Regions from separate parts of the Drosophila melanogaster genome. Here region 1 is linked to region 2. A link is a contact called in public Hi-C data. All regions are on one chromosome and are shown on one strand. Each heading gives the region's core, a stretch centred on a gene start, on an enhancer-like site or on the middle of the called end of the contact. The rest is flanking DNA. Distances are from core to core; before and after follow the strand shown.

Region 1 (4,927 bases), core at 887-3,386, 1.1 Mb after region 2:
ACCTATTATAAGTATAATGACTAGCATTGAAACTGGTTTGATTACAGCTCTTCAGCTTCAATTACCGATTCTAGATCTCAAGATCGATCAGTCTAGTGACAGGTGATAGGTAATTAATGAACTTTTCCGCTGGGCCAGGAGTTTTCAACGCTTTATTTGATTAAATTCTTATTTCTTACCGCTTGGCATTTACTGGAAATTTACTGTGCTGGCACATCAATCAAGTCTCTAAATCTTCCATTAACACATTATTATTTTATTTGTATTTCTATATGCATACGTATTTTGCGTTGATTCGTTGATTGATTTGCATACAAATTGAGCTTGAAGAAAGCGTGAAAACTAATTAGAATTAATATCGAATAATATTTGATAATGTTAAGCAATACATAGCCTAAGTTGTTGTACATACGCTATATATATATATTTGCTGTACATAATCCCGAGTGCCCTCAAATCCGAGAACCACACCCCCGTCCCCTAATCTCCACTAATACTCCCCCAAGAAAGTGTAATAAACGTAGTGGAATCAATGTGAATGTAAACAAGCCAAAAACCGAAAGCTAATAAAACAAAAAAAAAACACACATAATCAAGATGAAGTACTGCAGATTAATCCAATAGTCGATCCACTGGCGAGTTTCGATTTAAGGGGCATAGGCACGCGCTCAGCCATCATTGACATCATTAAAGGCATTTATATGTTTTTTATTTTAATTCGCATTATTTGGCCTGCCGCCACGAGGAAAACAAAACAATATTTGTTATTTAATTAAACAATTTGGCTGTTGTCGCTATCGCCGCGTGCTGATTGCGATCGATTCAATTTGTATATGGACTATGGGCTTGTGCAGGGCGTGCACATTCATCGATCCGATCGGCTTTGCAAGCAATCATTAAATACGGAAAACCAAAATTGCAGCATGCATGGCCATAAACTCACTAAACACAAAGTGCAGCCGACGACAGTACGCATATGCCACGCCCCTCCGCCCGGCAACGCCCCTGCCCGATCACTTCCGCCCATTTGCAATACCTGTTGTTTACTGGCGTTTTGAATTGCAGCTCATGGGAATATGTAACTGAATAGGGATACCCTAGCTTTTTTCTCATACTACTGGGTAAATGTTTCGATACAAAGATTTTGGAGTTTTTAACTCCTATAACATTTTTTTTGTTTAGAGGAAACACTCTTAAATATACATTCGTAGGGCTTTAGAGTTTTGTTTATCATCACCAGCGATTGACTTAAAGTGGGAATCTAAAAATACTAGCAATTTGATTAGAGCGTCTAAAAATGACATTCGATACCAATTAGATGGCAGGCGTTACATCTGCTTTAGAAATATTATTATATATATGTATACTTACTAGATCAATATTTAATCACGTTAGGGATAGATGTATCACAATCAAAGTTGTTTCTGTGTTACATTTATTCATGTAATCGATTTTCTCACCCCTATATGCTAACCACGTTTTTCTACTGATTTTCCACGATCAAGAACAAGTTTATATCTATGTTTGATTTGTGATGAAATTTATGTATTTGATTTTCTATTTTTTCGGTGACTATAATTTTGTTGTATGTCTAACGTAAACGTTTCAAACCAAAACTCCATCATAAACGTTAATCAACTACAACAAAACTACAACAACAACACCACCAATCAAATCCAACAACCACCATGAAACAGCCCTGCCTAGGATATCGAAGTATTACGATTGCGGTAAGTCTAACGTCCTACAGGGAAATGGATCTTAAGTTTCGGTCACCGAAACCACAAATGCCCTTGCAGACCGATGGCTAATGATTTTGTAGTCCGAATATTGCCTGATCATTGAAAAAAAAAAAAATGCCTAAATAGCGAATCACTGAACTATAAATCACCAAATGATGTACCTCAAAGCTGGCAAAGTCAAAAACTGCATTATTGCATTCTTCTAGACAATTAAAGATAGAACCCCATAGACAAACTTAAAACTGAGAGATTTTTTTTTTTTATAAAAGTCCGATTGCACTTTCAACTACATACGAAATAAAAACATCGTTCCCTCTGCAAGGGTCTAAGATGTAGACCCTAATATCTAGAAACAAGAACAACAGCAGCCCACTGTGTATGTATGTGCTAGCCTGTGTGTGTCCCCGTCTCTTTCTCTGTGTATACAACTATCTCTCTCAGTTGATGTTCTCATTTATGTAGTGTGACCGTTCGTGTGCCTGCTTTTAGATTGTGCATGCAAAAGTTTTTCAATTGTTATTTCCATTGCCTTTGGGTAAGCAAAATGTATTTGTAAAGTGTTTCCCAAATATGGGAAATTTAGTCTCCGCCTCTTCATCCTTTGATCATCCAAAGACTTCAAAAATATATGTAAATATCGTCTCTTTTTTTTTTCTTCCCTCTTTTTTTTTTTATCTGCACCTTTTAGCTGGAGATCCGAATTCTTGGCGCCTTGGAAGGATCGATGAAACGGATCACGAAACGGCCGTTTGAAAGGGATCCAGATGAAATGTTTAGACTTGTGTTTTTGAGTATTATTAGATGTATATTTTAGGCAATACTGAGGAACGAAAGCTGAGGAAATCCGACAGAAAGGAACTGCGGAACCTGAGTGCCATGAGTCGGTATACAAAATTATTTATACATACATATTTATACTATATGAAAGTAATAACAATTTGGCTATGGGTATTCTTCTATTATAGACTCGGGCATTACTTAAGATTTTGCTGTCCTTAAATTCGGTTTGTGACAATGAAATAAGAATAAGAACGTCACACGATAATATTAAAGCCAAAATTGTTCTTAAGTATATTATTCGGCATACGGAAATTGTATTAATTTTATATTTTTAAATGAGTAGCCAAATGAAAAAATCGTTTCTGAATTGGATTTATTAGGGTCACTCGAGAAGAATACGCCTAAGAAAGAGAATGGAAATATACATACATATGTACATATATGTATATGTATATGTATACAGAAAATTATACATTAATTAAAACTAGAATAGTTGCAAATTGTATTACGCTAAAACTACGGATTAGACGAATGACAAACCAAAACGAGAATAAGAAGGCAAAACAACTGAATGAGATGTTTAATTATTAAATGGAGAAAGATGTATTTTTTTATTACCCTACATTTAAGAGATTATAGCCGAATGAAATCGGAGAAAGCCCATAAGCATTATGTGTGAAATATGCAGAATATAAATAGACGATATGTACATGACTATACATATGTATATGTATGGGAAGTTAACGAAAAAATATGTTTGTGGCTCCCCGCTAGATGCAAAGTTAGAGAACATTCCATCGTTGATTAAACCTTTCAATACCTATAGCAATCACTATAACTTTACATACAGTTCCCGCCTAAATTGTCACCTCAATCATCAACTTCCTGTGAAAGGGTTCGCAACCGAAATGCTGGTTAGTCGAATGAAGTGTTCAGTTAGTTTACCCATAGACCTTTGATAGTCCTTGTTGCTTTTGTATCTATGTGCCTGAATTCATGCATGTGCATCAATCAAAAAAGTTAAATATTATCGAAAAGCCCAAAGGTTAATTTTGTTAAACGATGAACATTAGCTAGGTATAACAATAACGCAACCCAACCAGCATAAGTACGAAACGCCTACAAAAACCATAGTATATCCAAAATATTAAAAAACTGGACGTATCCGAGAAATAAAAACGAAGAAACCAACTTAAGAAAACCTAACCCCCGCTCATGGAGGTTTCAATCTTCTATTCTCGTCGTATTTAAGCCATTTATTTTTTATAAATAGAGCAGGAATTTGGTTTCACACCCACAGTATTTTCCCCTAAATTAAAGCGCATTGTATTGTATCGATCCCAACGTTTGTCTCATGTTAGTTAATGATTAGAAACAACAGATCCCCAGATCGACATAGATCGTACACAGAACTACAACCAAACCGAACCGAACTAAACCAAACCAAAACAAATAGTTCAATGTATTTCGTACCTTTGAGCATAATTAAAAATAAAGTAAAATGGAAATGGTATAAAAACAAATTTAACATATTAGTAATATTATTGACATTGTGCAAAAATGCGTTGATTCATTGACGGATTTATTTCGGAAAATAAGGTAAGTTAATGAAAAATTCCATTTATGTATTATGTGTCCCAAAAATTTAAAATCAATCAATAACATCAATAATACGTTTAATTGTTAATAGTAATCAATAATACTCATACAAATATTCCTGTACAAATATGTTGTTGCCAAGGAAGGGGTATCTAGTAGTCTGGACCATAGGGTTCTCTATTTGTGTGATGTTATACATCCCATCCTTTCGTTAGAAAACGAGTATCTAATAGTAAAATGACTCGAACAAAGCGTAACTTTTAAATCTCGCTATTAGACCTTCAAATCGAAAAAAAAAGGTTAGCCAAATAATGCTCTTCGTCCTGAATTTGTCGACCATTAGGGCCACCAAGGTTTTCTCGACAACAAACAGACAGTGTGTGGTTGAGGATTCGGGGATATTTAGTTTTAGACTTGGGTGCAAACAAATGGGAGAGATGAGGGGACTGCAATTAATGCATGCAAGTGGCCACAGATCCGGATCCAACTTCTGACCACCAGCGAGGACAATGTCCAGCATTCCTATTCGCTTGCCGCGGGCCAGGCCAAAACTCTTGCAAAGTTGGCCAAACGACATTTTTAATATTTGATGCGGTTTTCTCTTCTGTCTGTGATGCCAACGGGTTGTTTAAGTTATACACTGAAGAAAAATTAAATACAAATATCAAGTATTCTTACTTACTTACAATACTTTCTTTTACATTTATAACAGGCGAGCTGTTGGTTTTATCAAACATATCCGTTTTTGGAAATCACCATTGTATCAAATATTATTTTCAGTGACTTTCAGGGCTCATCACTTTATT
Region 2 (4,769 bases), core at 2,057-4,556:
ATTCAACTTCAAACAGATTTTTGATACTTCACTGGGCAACCGCAGTGTGGGCGGTGGGTGGTGTATGGCAGGTGGCCTGTTGGGAGTAGGAGTAGAAGTGGGCGTGGCAGGCAGAGCATGCGTAACAAATTGTGCACATTATGTGGCACAGGAAATAGTTGCCAATGAGCCCCCAAGTTAAGTGTCAAGCTGAGAGGGAAAGTTTTCCTGATTTGGGTTCGCCATTTGAGCCCGTCCATCGCATCCCTGCATTTTGGCCATTGGCTAAGCCCGCTTTCGGCCGGACAGCTTCATTATCGTCTCATTAGAGCCGAAAAATGCTTCTCAGCTTCTCACTACCAAATTCAGTTAAATTCGGTATCCACGTAATTTGATTAACAAACTTCGCGTGCACTGGCACACGTTGAACTTGAAACTTTAAAGGTTAGCAATAAAATCAAAATGTCAAATTTGGTCCGAAATATCAAATAATTCGCATAGTTGTTGGCATAGTTTAATGCTCAATATTGCATAATATTAATTATATTCGAGATGCAGTACGTGTGTTTAGTTACCTAAAACATGTGATACTCACTGAACCCTGATTATGTTGGCTCGTTTAAGAACGAGAGCAACTCAATACAAACAAATTAAATCGCAATGAAAGTTCCTTCTTCTCCTGGGTATTAAACCGTGTGGTATCTTCTGGTTGAGCCAACTCTTTTCGCACTAATCGAGCCATCGCCGCATCCATCCTGTGAAACAGGCTTTTCTTTTTCCTGTCAAAAGTAGTTGTCGTTGTGGGGAAAGAGATGATAAATGATGCAGCGGCAACGAGTTTGGTTGCGGAGCGATAAACTAGAGAAAAAGCTGGACAAAAGCGGCAGCTCGAATTGCCAAGGCTCCTGTGCCCGTGTGTGTGTGTGTGTGTGTGGTAGCATCTATCTCTGTCTGGCAGGATGCCATAACATTTGGCTTTTTACGAATTTTCATAATTTGGCGACTGCTTAGCATAAAAATGTCACAGCAGCTGCAAAATATGCTGCTAAGGATTGGCCGTCGTTTCCTTCTCGCTGATCCTGCTCCTTACTGTTTATATCCTTATTCGTGGTCTTTGGTTTTATGCCACTCGCATAATACACAAGGATACACTCGCGCGCTCGTGTGTGTGTGTGTGTCTGTGTGCTGTGAGTGTTTGTGTGTGTGTGTGTGTGTGTGTGTGTGTGGACGCGCCCCTTTTTGCCTATTTTATGGCCGCCATTAAAGTTTACTTAGTGGCCGGCCATGCAACCCAGCAGAAATCCCCGAAAAGAGGCGACACCAACCGCAAAACAAGACGTCAAAGGACATCGAGGACCTTGAAAACGGGCGGCAGAGGACTTGTGCGCCATGTGGGAGGTGGTGAGCTGCGTAAAAGTCATCAAATAATTTGTTTATGTTGCCAAATGCTGCACTCGCGACTGCCTGTCGTTTGCGCTTTAATATTTCAAAGTACATAAAGTGCGGAAAATGGGAAATGGAAAATGGACAACGGAGCTGCACGGGTCGCACTGGGATTTGGATGCAGGGCCATCCACTAATTGCATCTCAAAAGAGTCCAAACTGAAAACTCACAATGTTACATCGAGAAAGAATGAATTAGAGTTGGTTCTCTCTTGGCAGTTACTTACTTACTGAATCGACAAATATACGTTCTTCCTTTTGTAACTGTGGGAATGATTTTAAATATTCATTTATTTATCAGAGAACTTTAACAATGCTTTTCACTTTTCGAGAAAGAAAGAAGGAAAGGATATGAAATGTGGCTATTGAATCATACGACTCATTTAGATCTAAATTTCAATACCTGACACTGACACTCATTTCTTTCAGTGTATCGCAGCAGCCATAGATTATTTTGCAGCGCTGGTAATAAAGTTAGCGTAACCTCGACAGTGTCAAAGCCAAGGAGCTGGCGACTATTAAACGAGTTTCGCGTACATTTTCTTATGCCACGCAGCCAGACAATGTTAATTGAACTGGCTGCCGTAATAGACACGCACACACACATAGCCGCGAATACACTGTGGGAGAAGCGGATGAATGTGGGTGAATGTGGGCGAAATTGGGCGAGAGTGGGAGGCACGGGCTTTTAGCCAAGTGGCAGGCACTTGATGCTGTTGCTTCTGGCTCGTTTCTGGGCCCCATGAGAAGCTCAGGGCAATTAATTGACTTATTTATTAAGTTTATTGTCTGCCCGGGTATACGTGTACATGTATGCGTATGTGCTTACGCTTACGTTCCTATCTCTCTCACTTCCTGTGTTGCCGTCTCTTTCGCTTGGCAATGTCGCAACAATTTTAGCGTTTTTGTGCGCCATTTTTAATAGCCTCGGACTTGCCCCCGAAGACCAAGTAGCTCCATACTTGTACACATTATGTGTCGTATATATTCTATATACATATATACATTTATATATGTATGTATATGTGTATATATATACATATATATGGGCTATGTGCACATACGGGTGTGCGTTCGCTGCCTCCTTTGCCTTTTCATGTTTGTTGTTGCAACAAATTAGTTGTCATTAGCGTCGAGGGAAATTCTGTTTTAAGATGACTTTTCCAGCCCCTTGGCGGCATATTTTCGCCTTGGTTATTGGATATTTATATGGCCATCGTGCATGAAAGCGGTAATAAAATACTCTCGCCAGCCGGCAAAGAAGACATCCATCCGTTCGCTGATTGAATCTCGGCTTTTTCCATATTGGAATGGGACTTTCGATGGGGAGGGGGAGGGGGGGGATCCGATTGGGAGTGCCACTGGCATTGGGCCACAGGGTTTTGGGCCAAATCAAAATCTGTGTTAATTATTCAGGCACCGCTGGGTGAGCGGCCAAATGAAAAGGCGACCAGAAACCGAAATCTGCGGTCCGTGGTCTTCAATCCGGCCGGAAGTGCGCGCTTTAACTCGCATGCGTGCCGGAGATGGCAGCCGCCGGGGACCGGCGACAGGAAGATGGGTGGGAGGGTCAGAGGTCGGAGGTCGGAGGTCGCTGCTTCCTAGAGAGGAAGTGAAAGTGGAGAAGATTGCAGGCCATACTTTTTATAGCTGCCATTTAGCCCACCCACTTGTATCCGCCATCCACCATCCGCCGGAGCAGCTGAAAAGTTTCTGCCCTCGGCCGATTTCATGCTGTTAGATTATTTATTTGAATTGATGTGCGGCCTGCGGTTCAGTGCGGTTCGCTGCCTGACAAGGATTTATAAGGATACACTGCGATGCGCACACACAACCGCACACACATGTAACCAGCAGCCAAGTGCTGAGAACAAAGCGTTGCCTGCTTTCGGGCGCATTCAAGTTGGCTTAGTCAACAAATTGTTTCTGCAGCCCAAGAAGGCTGACTGGGGGTCACTGCAGACTGCAGGATTCGCAAAAGCCACCAACTAGGGATGGACATGGCAAAACGTTATCCTTTTAAGACGCGATAGTAGTAGCTATGGCTTCATAAGCATTTCTCCAACTTTATGTGCCGCTCCATAAATGTTTTTCAGCTATTTGTTTACCTCGATGAAGTAATCTTGTTTTTCTAATAAAAAAGTTTGTTTTTTTTTATGGTATTTTCTTAAGAATTTTTGCTATTATTAAAAGAATTTTCCAAATATGATAAGATATTCTTTTGATTGAATTGAGAGTACTCAGTACCTAAGCTGCACCCTTTCACTTCATAAATGGTTCTATATATTTCCTATTTCCTAGCATTAGGTGCGATATTTGTTGCCGATATGTGAAGGCATTCACAGCATCTTCTTCTTTTATCCTCTGACATCCCTAAGTTCAATTTTTCGGGTGTTTACTGGTGGCTTTCGCCGCAGTCCGTTTGCTTAGCCACTTGCCGGCATTTTAGCCGCATCGTCGTGGAGCACTCTCCCCTCAAGTGGCTGGCCGGAGTGCAGGGAAAAGGCTTTCGAGTCTTGGCAGTGGCCCAAATGAGTGAAGGATCCCAGATGACAGGACATGCAGGTCCTTACACTCGGGGGCCAGTAATGAACCGAATGGACCCAACGTCACCTCCTCCGATGAGCGGCACTTAAGCCGGGCCAAGCATTTGCCTGCAACCTTTTAAATGGCCATTAAAATTAAAAAACTTTACGCCCCCACTCAGCTCGACTCCTCATCCGGATTGCCACCCATTTGCTTCATTCCTACTGCAACTCTTGCTCCTCTGGCTCCACTTCACATTGGTCCTTCCTTATTTGCCTGGCCTGTCCTGGAACAAGTTGCGGAAAACTCTTTTTATTGCCTGCCACATGGAAACAGTTTTTTGTGTAGTTTGGCAGTTTCTGGCCCCGGGTGGCCATGATGCCAGGTTGCCAGGCAGCCAGGCAGCCAGGTAGCCAGTTTTCCAGGTGGACAGGTGGGCAGGATAGTGGCAGGACCACGCCCACTACAAGCTTGTTTACAGTTTTATTTTGCTGCTGCCGGAGTAGTCATAAATGCTCCCTCCATCTGCAGCACATTCCGGAAAATTGCGAAAATCATTGCGGGCGAGTTTAAAGTTACAGGGCTCGGAAAACTTTTCGCCGACACCTACGGGACCACCCAGCATCCTGTTGTTTTGGCCAGAACTCAAAGCGAAGTCCCATTCGATCCAATTATCAAAGGCATGCATAATAAAAGGGGTTGACGACACTTGGCCGTGTCAGTGGCACTGCCGCAACTGTATTTCAAATTTTTTAGCCACGCACAAAATATGATTACACAGGATAACAGAATGGAAATTGGTAAAATGACCAGGTTTTATG

What was found. Hi-C and Micro-C count contacts between places; a contact is called where the count stands out from the background.
Region 1: a contact with region 2 is called in a Hi-C map of the Kc167 cell line, with 2.1 times the contacts expected there. The contact joins two enhancer-like sites.

The regions. Positions count from the first base shown.
Region 1 is chrX:21,078,350-21,083,276 of dm6, forward strand. It overlaps bves (bves,), which reads left to right. Exons shown (of 7, transcript NM_001272824.1): 7 at 2,431-4,042. The coding sequence ends at 2,495. Among named protein-coding and RNA genes, the nearest start is that of stg1, 13 kb to the right of the region's middle. Within about 2 kb of position 2,137, at least 18 of the 39 cell types and tissues checked have an H3K27ac peak or open chromatin away from gene starts, as enhancers often do. A contact at or near this core is called in the Kc167 cell line, where this site is marked.
Region 2 is chrX:20,016,770-20,021,538 of dm6, forward strand. The region is part of intron 3 of Dop2R (Dopamine 2-like receptor); the gene reads right to left. Among named protein-coding and RNA genes, the nearest start is that of tRNA:Pro-CGG-1-1, 5.9 kb to the right of the region's middle. Within about 2 kb of position 3,307, at least 3 of the 39 cell types and tissues checked have an H3K27ac peak or open chromatin away from gene starts, as enhancers often do. A contact at or near this core is called in the Kc167 cell line, where this site is marked.